Linked DNA regions of Sus scrofa: regions 1 and 3 are each linked to region 2. The links are chromatin contacts, called in public Hi-C and HiChIP or PLAC-seq maps. All regions are on one chromosome and are shown on one strand. The core of a region is the stretch at or near the end of the contact, and the rest is flanking DNA. Distances in the headings are between cores, read along the strand shown.

Evidence for each region. Hi-C and Micro-C count contacts between places; a contact is called where the count stands out from the background. HiChIP or PLAC-seq counts read pairs in DNA pulled down with a chosen protein or histone mark.
Region 1: a Hi-C map of embryonic fibroblasts shows a contact between it and region 2, with 4 times the contacts expected there. The contact joins the enhancer-like site here to the promoter of FBXO32 in region 2. A contact is called at or near these places in 1 of 5 promoter capture datasets (fetal liver), 4 of 47 Hi-C or Micro-C datasets (embryonic fibroblasts, fetal skeletal muscle, retroperitoneal adipose tissue and 1 more) and 1 of 2 datasets of contacts at active chromatin or transcription factors (skeletal muscle).
Region 3: an H3K27ac HiChIP or PLAC-seq map of skeletal muscle shows a contact between it and region 2. The contact joins the promoter of KLHL38 here to the promoter of FBXO32 in region 2. A contact is called at or near these places in 8 of 47 Hi-C or Micro-C datasets (embryonic fibroblasts, fetal heart ventricle, fetal skeletal muscle and 4 more) and 1 of 2 datasets of contacts at active chromatin or transcription factors (skeletal muscle).

Annotation. Positions count from the first base shown.
Region 1 is chr4:15,772,612-15,775,592 of Sscrofa11.1, reverse strand. No RefSeq gene overlaps it. Among named protein-coding and RNA genes, the nearest start is that of KLHL38, 19 kb to the left of the region's middle. Within about 2 kb of position 1,627, at least 9 of the 83 cell types and tissues checked have an H3K27ac peak or open chromatin away from gene starts, as enhancers often do. A contact at or near this core is called in embryonic fibroblasts, where this site is marked.
Region 2 is chr4:15,894,486-15,897,421 of Sscrofa11.1, reverse strand. FBXO32 (F-box protein 32) reads right to left here and starts at 1,547. Exons shown (of 9, transcript NM_001044588.1): 1 at 1,396-1,547. The coding sequence starts at 1,511.
Region 3 is chr4:15,791,389-15,794,589 of Sscrofa11.1, reverse strand. It overlaps KLHL38 (kelch-like protein 38), which reads right to left and starts at 1,593. Exons shown (of 4, transcript XM_021088954.1): 1 at 1,345-1,593; 2 at 1-876. The coding sequence starts at 639.

The DNA.
Region 1 (2,981 bases), core at 378-2,877, 120 kb after region 2:
GTGCGGAAGAGAGCCTGGAAGAGGGATATGACCGGAGGTGGGGAGATGGCTCTGGTCTGTCTTGTTAGTTCAGACGGAAAAGGGTGGGGGTCCTGACCCATCTGGCATCTGCAACTTGGATTCGCTTTCTTGTGCAATGGGCTGCTTGTGATCCCCTTTCAGGAACTGCTTTGTGATCCTGTTTCAGGAACGGCAGCCATCCAGCACTGAGGATGGGGGGACTTGGCTAGACAGAAATTGATCCTGTGTCCAGGGAGCTCTTGGCCTGGGTCCATCTCTGTGCTAAGGCCTTCTGATACTTTGTCTTACTGAATCCTCACCAGGATCCTTTAGGTGGGTATGACTCCTGTGCTTATGCATGAATGTGGTTGTTACTGTCATTTCTGGTAAACTCAAAATGACATGAATAGGTGACCAGGGGAGACAGCTCTTGTTTGTCCTGGAGGTATCCTCATCTCTGAAGGTTCTCTTGCTTCTGGTCCTTAAGCAGGGGAGCTTCTGAACCATTTTCACCTGCATTTTAGAGAGGAGGAAACTGAGTCTCAGGAGAGCAAGGCGGCTTCCCAAAGCAGCACAGCCTGTGAATGGAGCTGCTGGGAGTCTCTCCCTGGTCCTTCTCTCTCCTCCGCCCCTCCCTGCTCTTAATCACTGTGCAGGGACTCAGGTATCAGGAGATGTGCCTTGGAAGTCTCTGACCAAGAGAAAAGCCTGTGATCATCACAGGCAAATTAGTCTTTGAGAAGGAAGAAAAATGTGTGCACAGTGGAAACCCTCTTATCTGCCACACTGGCCATTTTATTTAAGCCAAAATAAACTGGCCGTTTTATTTAAGCCAAAAGCAGAGAATCATTTCAGTAAAACATACATAACTTAATTTTATTTTTCATATCAAGATTCAAATGTGCATTGATTTCCTGAAAATTTTTTCTTTGCAAGTGAGCCACTGATGGGCATCAGTGTCGTTGTTTATTCTATTTTAAATACAAGACACCTTTAGTTCTTCTTTCCGAAGCATCGACTGTAGCTTTCATAGAAACAAGAAGTCTTTCTTTTTGCACTTATACTTGATCATCTTAATTAACATTGAATTAGACTTTATAATTACAATAGTGGGCACAATAGGTATAGACAGGTTAGGGAACAAATACAATGCATTCTTGCAAAATGCATGATCCATCGAAAGGGAGGGCTTCCTACCAGTGCCCCACCAGCCACCAGCCTTCAGAGCATCCAGGACCTCTACCCACAGACTCCCCAGAGAGGATGGGGCATGTTACTTAGTCTGGCAAATAAGTTCTAGTGGATTCAGTTAAAAGAGCTCCTACTGATAGAAATACATACACGGTGCCTATCTGTATGTGCCAGACGCTTGAAGTGAATGAAATACTTGTGCAGCAAGGCTTTTGCTTTTCTACTTTATTTTCCTTCTGGTTCTACCATTTCCAAAGACTGGTTCTAATTTGAACTGGTTCAGTAGGATTTTAAAAACAACAACTTTGATTTTGTTTTCAGTGCAGTTTTGAAAAATTAATACTTGGGTTGGGTTCAGAGTTCAGCCAATTAGTGTGTCCATTTTGGTTTGTGAGTCATATTATCCTGGTCCACATTACTCACAGTGAGGAATGATTCAAAACCAACTCTCCCCCGTCCCCCACCCCAGCCCAGAGTCTAAAAATGCTTCAGGCTTCTTTTGTCCTGAGACAGCTTTGTTCTAAGAAATCCTGAAGTTATACTTATTGGGGACCAAAAATCATTTACAGGGAGAGACTGACTCAAAACCCCACTGTCTTGATTCTGATGCTGAAGGTAGTCTTTCCCTTTCCTTTGCACAGTATTGGTGTGAGCCGAACACATTTGAACTCATTGAACCTTGGTTACCATAGGAACAGAAGGCTTCATTATTTCTGCTTTAGTCACAGAGGAGCCATGGAGCATTCTCTGCAGAACCTGAGAACAATTCCTTGGGGACCTGGTCGTGGAGGTCTGAGGACCACTCAACCATGATCCACCCTTTCTCTCCAGAACTGGGCACAAAATGGAAATACAGTCAATCAGTGGCACATGCAGGGTACTGTGCGGTTTGCTTTGCTTCTTCCCATGGCTCCTTTTTCCAGGAGCTTCCCTCCGACAATCCTGTCTCCTCATCATATTTTCAAGATGTCAAAAATCCTCCTTCCAGCATGAGCCATGTGGTACTGAATAAAAGCTGAAGGCATTGTGTGAACTCATATCTAACTTAATATAGAGACAGATGGATCTATGTCTGTGTGTACATCTACCCCATATAGCTATACCATTTATCTGCATATATGTATCAATATAGATGTGTGCGTATACCTGAGATAGTCTACACACTTATTTCCTAGCTCAGTCCACTGAGTAGGCCTAAAAGCAATGACACCCCGACAGCCACGAGCACACTTAGTGCCCAGATTTGGGTTTCTAAAATCATTCCCATAAAAGGACCAGGGCTTCTTGGAGAAATGGTAGATTTAGGGCTAGGGAAGGGGATATACAAAATAAGCCTGCAGCATCTTACAGTGACAGAAATAAAAGAATTACTCAAGAAGCAAAATGACGGGGTATGACAAAGGGACTCAGGAACCAACTGAAAGAGCTCCCAGCGGACAAAGCTGGAACAATCTGAGCAATAAAATGAATAGTATAGTACTGGGTTATAACCCAGAGTACAAAATAAATATTCCTAAGTCTATATGGATGTAAATGAATTACTGAATAAATAAATACATTGGGGAGAATAGACAAACCTGAACAGAAGAGTCCCAAATAATGTAGATACTCCCCCTTTCAGGAGTGGAACATAACTCTCTGCCCCATAAGTGTGGGCTGTGCACAGTGCCTTCCTTTTAAAGAGTGCGGCGTGCCATGGAGAACCTTGCAAGTCACTCCCTGAGCCAGAAGATTGATGTCAGTGTCAACAGTGATAAGTCACCTTGATGGTGTGGACCCTGGATACGCTG
Region 2 (2,936 bases), core at 298-2,797:
TTCTGTAAATTATGTGGTTTTCCATAAGATTTCTGTATGGTGCTCCCCAGACTCCTCAGGGACTTGGTCAAAGTGCCTTTACCATAAAGGTCAATGTGCTCTTGTCCCTCCTGGCAGACCCCCAAGATTAAATACTTTCCCCCCCCCTTTGGAAGACAAAAGGTGATGCTTTATGAATCATAAATAGGTGATAGACTCTGAAGGTCAGTACATGGAAATAGTGATATTTTCCTTGATAGTTTTGGTAAAATTGAGTGCCAAGGGCTCAGCCAAACAACCACTGGTCATTCTCAGTGGGAAGCTGGCCCACTTAGGGAACTCTCTCCATTGAAGTCAATTTAAGGGCTGAGGGTGGGGAGCAGTGGTTTTAACCAAAAGCCCTAGGAAAAGGCACCCAAGGCCACTGATCCCCTCTAGACCCATTTCCATTGCCCTCCTCATGGGAATCAAATGGCAGCTACTGGGAAGCGCAGCTTGGAGGCCTGGACTGACAGATTCCAGAGCACCCAACTCATTAATCAGGGCTTCTGTGTTATTAACCAAGCAGAGCATCAGGCTCCGGGGACTTTGGATTTTCCACCCGACTGACAGAGGGCAGGTGGGACTTGAGTCCAGAGGCTCACCTGCTCCAGGTGGGCTTTCTGCAGGTGATAAGCATACCTTGAAATGGGGGTGCCCTCACTATATAAAGAAAACTGACAAAAAGGGCCACTGAGGAAACAGGTGCAAAGACTTCGTCCTCTCAGAAGCAGAGAGCTCGTGTGGGTTTCATACCCCGCCTCCCTTTCCTCCTCCGCAGCTCTGCCTCCTCGAGTCTTTACCATCGCTCCGAAAGTCCGCCCGCAAAGCGCTGGTGCCCCAGGGACCATCTGGCCGCCCCTTCCTGGTTACTCATCCTCTCTGCCCACTCTGTGGTCGCCTTTGCGTGGGAAGAGCCTGGAGGTGCTCTGGGCGGGCCCCGTGTCCAATCCCGTCTCCAGACTTGTGCTGGGAGTCCCGCGCCACCCCAGGGTGAAGGGCACGCAGCCCGCTCACCGCCGGCGCCCACACACGCAAAGCGAACGACAACGGGTCTTTTAAGGCAGGGGACCCCTGAAGTTGTGAGCGTTTGTGGAGAAGAGCCTCATTTATCGTCACACTCTCAGAGGGACCTGGGGTTCTGGAAGGAGTCATGCCCACTTTGGGACGCTGACCTTGAACAATAATAAGAAACCAAATACCCTGAATCCCGTGCTCTGGTGACCTCTACAGAAACCCAGGCAATTCACTCTCATCCTTCTAGTCAGGGGCTCCCTTCTCACCCTGTTCCAGCTCTGCCTGCGTCCCATTCACCGACCCACTCCCGGAGACCAGCCCGAGTGTTTGCGTAGCTGAAGTTGGTGGCGATCCCCTCACCTGCTGAGGTCGCTCACGAAGCTGCCACTCTTCTCATCCAGGAAGCGCTTCCAGCCATCGGCTGTCTTCACCCAGCTCTGCCCGGGGGACCGCCAGTCCTGCCCGAGGAATGGCATGGCACTGCAAACGGACGCGACGGACTGATGGACAGGACCGGCCGGGCGGCCTCGGGGACGCGCCGCCCTGGGCGGATGCTCGGACGGGGGTGCTGGGGCCGGTGAGGGAGCGGCTTCAGGGAACCTGTGTGGAGGGCTGCGGGATCTGGGGTGCGGAGCGGGGTCCCTGCGCTCGCGAAGGGTGCTGTGGAGGGTCGCCGGGCGCGCGGGGCTCGCTGGAGTGCTGCGCTGAGGTCCCGGCCGCTGTATTTATCCCGGGCCGCTGGCCCCGGCTCTTTGTTGCCGGAAGAGCCGCCTGCTCTTAGCCCGGCCCCCCCAGCCTGGAGGCCACGTGGCTTTGTTTATGGGCTCGGCTTGTTTTCCGAGGCGCCCGCGGCTCTTGCTCCTCTGGCTGTTGCACAACCGCTCGCTGGTGGAAACTTGAAGCCGCGCTGCGGATCGGGGCGCCCACTGCCCCTCCACCCCTGGCCCCTCGCGCTCCTTCTCCCCCCCGCCAGGGCAGCTGCTGCAGCTGGGAGAGCGAGGCCGGGCGCTCGGGAAACTGCACACCGTCCTTCTGCAGCTCTTGGCCTGGCGAGGTGCAGGGAGGAGGAGGCTCGACTGGCTTGTGGATCGCTTCGGCGCGGGGGTGGGGAAAAGGGACCGCTCTCCTCCCAACCCTGAGCTGTCACAATCGAGCCCTGGGTCCAGACAAGCCCCGCCAAAGCGGGGGCCTGACACGGCCCCCCGGAGCCCGGAGCCCGGCAGGGGGTCGGGGGCGCAGCCTCCTGGCCTCTCTCACTACCTAGAACCCGCTCTCCGGTGGAGGAGGGGACACCGCCAGGCGGGGGTGGGGCGGCGGGACAGTCGTCCACCTCACCCTGCCCCAGAACTGTTACAGAGTCTGCTGTCAGGCAGGCCTGTCTCCCGGGTGGCGAAGGAAGAAGATGGAAGCTCGGTGGCAGCTGGTCCCAGCGGTGGAAGTGGAGAGCAGGGACAGTCCCCCACCCCACTCTGGACACCCTAAGCCAGCAGCACTGGCATCTGCGGGGCCTGAGTAGGCACCATAACGTCAGGGAGCAGGTTAGGGGTGTGTCAGCCCCGCTGACTGCCCGGTTATCTGCCTAGGGCTTAGGGGACTGGACTTCTGTTACAAAGAACCGCTCTACCCTTTTCTGTTCTGCGTCCTCTGGGCTCTTAAGCCCTTCTCCGGAAATAGGTCAGGAGTTTTGTTTTGGTTTTGGTGACCGTTTAGGGAGAAGGGCCTAGAAAGCCCCTCTGCCTGACTGATGGGGACTAAACGAAACACTGTAAAAGCCCACAGTGAGGAGGCGATGCCCCAGGGTCTGAAGCCCTCATAGACCTCAGCTTATTAACCTAAGCCTCAGGAGGACCAGTGTGGCAGCTGTCCCATGTTCCAGATGAGGGCACTGAGAGTCCCTGAGA
Region 3 (3,201 bases), core at 344-2,843, 100 kb after region 2:
TCGCTTCCGGGCCTGGAGGTCATGCTTGATCCAGACCATGAGGGCCTCAAACACCTTCTCCTCCTCCCCACAGAGCCCGTCGTCCCCCAGATAGTCTCGCAATTCCAAGGCACAGAGCTCCTTCAGATCAGCCGACGCGGCCACCTCTGGGAAGTGTGTCAAGGCCACCTCCCGGGCTTTCCTCCTGAGGGGCTCGCAACTGAAGACCTCAGAGAGTCTGACCATGCCCAGGCAGTTGCCGGGGGTCAGCTGGCTCTGGAGGTAGGAGGAGCAGGCCTCAAGCAGCTTGGGGTACTGCAGCATGGAGGCCGCCTCCATCAAGGGCAGGACGGTTTCCGCTGTGATGCGCGCCTCGCCCGTGTACACGTACAAGATGATGCGCTCCAGGGTGGCAGAGTCGATGCCTTTCAGCTGGACTTTGGCCTCCCGGCTCTCGCGGAAGTTGCTGCAGAACATGGCCCTGAAGTAGGGGCTGCTGGAGGCCAGCACGGTGCGGTGGCAGGGGGCCTCCCAGGGCCCCGTGCAGATGCTCACATCAGTCAGGATCCTGCTTTGCCTCAGGCGGTTGAGCTGCCGCAACAAGTCAGAGGAGAAGTCCTGGTCTTTGAAGAGCAGCCCATCCGGCAACTCCTCGTCCATCCTACAAAGACGGGGAGAAGTCCCCAGAGGGAGCACGTGCTGGAGGGTTTAGCGGTGGTGGCCCCAAGACTTAGGGCCGCTACGTCCCTTCACCAGGATGCTGTGGGTATCGCCACGATTGTCGCCTAGCGACACTGGAAAGGGAGACCCCCTGCAGCCTGGGCCTCACAGCAGACACCTCTCTCTTTGGTTAGGAGCACTCTCAAAGGTAACAGGCAAACAGTATCTGCGGATAATCTGAGAAACACACAGGAAAAACCGAAAGAAGAAGACGGTTGGATAAATCGGGCAAAGCTGAAGATGGCCAGGGGTCACGGGCTGAAATGTTAGCCTGAAGCAAGGTGACAGTCTGTGCATTTGATCAGCAAAGTCTGCGCACTTTTCCCCAGATTGGTTCTCAGCACATCTCTTATTTGGTAAACTCATCTGAACATCTTGCTGGGCGTTAGTCCTTCCCTAAGGATGTCACTGTGGGGGCGTGGCCCTCTGGCAACCAAACAAACGGGGGATGAAAGTGGACCTTTGCGATTTTTTTTTTAACATGACTTCACAGAATCTTTTGGGGTTTGTTTTTAAAATGAGATACGTAGAAAGCACAGACCAAACAATGCCCTGGACGGGATTTATTGGATGACATCTGGCCATCTACCTGCAGAAGAATGAAACATTAGAATTATTTACCTTGTTGTGTGAGGAGACACCCACCTGATGCCTGGTCCGGCTGGTCCCTCCGGAGAGTGTCCACCTCTGGCTCCAAATGAAACCGTAAAGCCAGGCCTTTCCTTCAGCTGGCAAAGGATTTGTCCTGGGAGAATTCCGGGTTTGTTTATGTTGAAGGCACTTTCACAGTTTTCTAGAGCTTTGTGCAAGAACGGCTGGGCAGGGAGACAGTGTATACATTCCAGGGCTAAGAATAGTTGCATATGTACTTTCCACTGTTATGACATGTGACTTGCCAGTTGCCTTTTGCAGCAACCCAAGGGCCTGCGGGGCCGGCGCATGCCCACATGCCCTGTTTCCTTGGCAAGTGTTTACATTGGCAGAAATAGATCTGGAGGGACGGCTTCTCTTAGAGAAGACTTTGCTGCCCACTTGGACCCATCCCTCGTCCCTTGTCCTAAAAGAGCCCGGAATTCTAGATGTCTGTAAACAGGTTGTTGTGACCTGGGGAGAGTGGCTGAAGATAGTTCTGGGCAGGGAGAAGGTGGCGGATGGTCACAGGGACGCCAGAACATGGGCCCAAGCGTGGTGTCTATGGGTCTCTATTTCCTATGTCTGCTGGCAGAATCACTGGAGAGGCCCCAGGGTCATGGTATCTATGAGGAAAATAAATTTTTTGTTTTTGCCTTTTTTTAGGGTTGCACCTGTGGCATATGGAGGTTCCCAGGCTAGGGGTCAAATCAGAGCTGTAGCTCCTGGCCTACACCACAGCCACAGCCACAGCCACGCGGGATCCAAGCCTCATCTGTGACCTACACCACAGCTTGTGGCAACGCCGGATCCTTCACCCACTGAGCAAGGCCAGGGATGGAACCCGGGTCCCCCTGGATACTAGCCAGGTTCTTTAACCGCTGAGCCACAACAGGAACTCCGAAAATTGTTTTTAACATGGGCGGAGCACCTCAGACTTTCCAGACTTGGGAAAGACCAAACCTGTCTTGTTCTTCCTTGTCACAGGGGCTTCTGGTTTAAAGTGGCAGAAGGGCAGTTCTCCTGCAGGTCAGACTTGCTTCTCACAGACTGCTGCTGACTGCTCTGCAGTTAGATTTTTGGAGTTCAAGCTTGCTTTTCTGCTCTATTTTTCCATTTTTCTTTTTTTTTTTTTCCCCATCAGGGAGGCTTGAGCTAGAGGAAGAAGACAGGTATATTGCCCCAGGAGGAGACGGGGGAGGGGTGAGACAGTGGGGGGAGAGAGAGAGGGAGAGAGAGGGGAGGGGAGATGGAATAAAGAGGAGGGGGAAGGGCGAGGGAAGAGGAGGAGGTGGGAGAACAGGGGAACAAGGATGATGGGGTAGGAAGCAGCCTCCAGCTGGGAGAATTAGAACCCGGGTGGAGGGCTATAGAACCAGCAAAGATGAGTTAAAGGGACCCGGGTCTGTCCCGCCCCTGCCCCCACGAGGTCCTGATTGAGCGCAGCCGCAGCGAATGGCAGGGAAGCCCAGCTTCCTCTCCTTCTCAAGTCTTGCTTGGACGTTTGCAGCAGCCTCCTGTGCTGATTGTCCCCCTCTCTCTTCCAGTACATTCACCCTGTCTCCGCCAGAGTCACCCTGAGGAGGCAGATCAGAACCTGCCAGTCCCCTGCATCCTGCCTTCAGCGGCTCCTGCTGTCTGTACGATGAAGTCCCGACTCCTTAGCAGGAGTCAGGCTGGTCTCCTGCCCACCTCCAGAACCATCTCCTGCCACTTCCCTGTCCCACCTACCGTTTTGACTCTGGCTCCATCAGACAACTTGCAGATCCTTCTATGTGTCTGGTCCCTGTTGGGGAGGCTGGGCTGGGCTGGCCTCTTGGCCAGAGCATGGTGGGGTGGGGGGGGTGGAGTGTCTCTCATAATTGCAGGTCA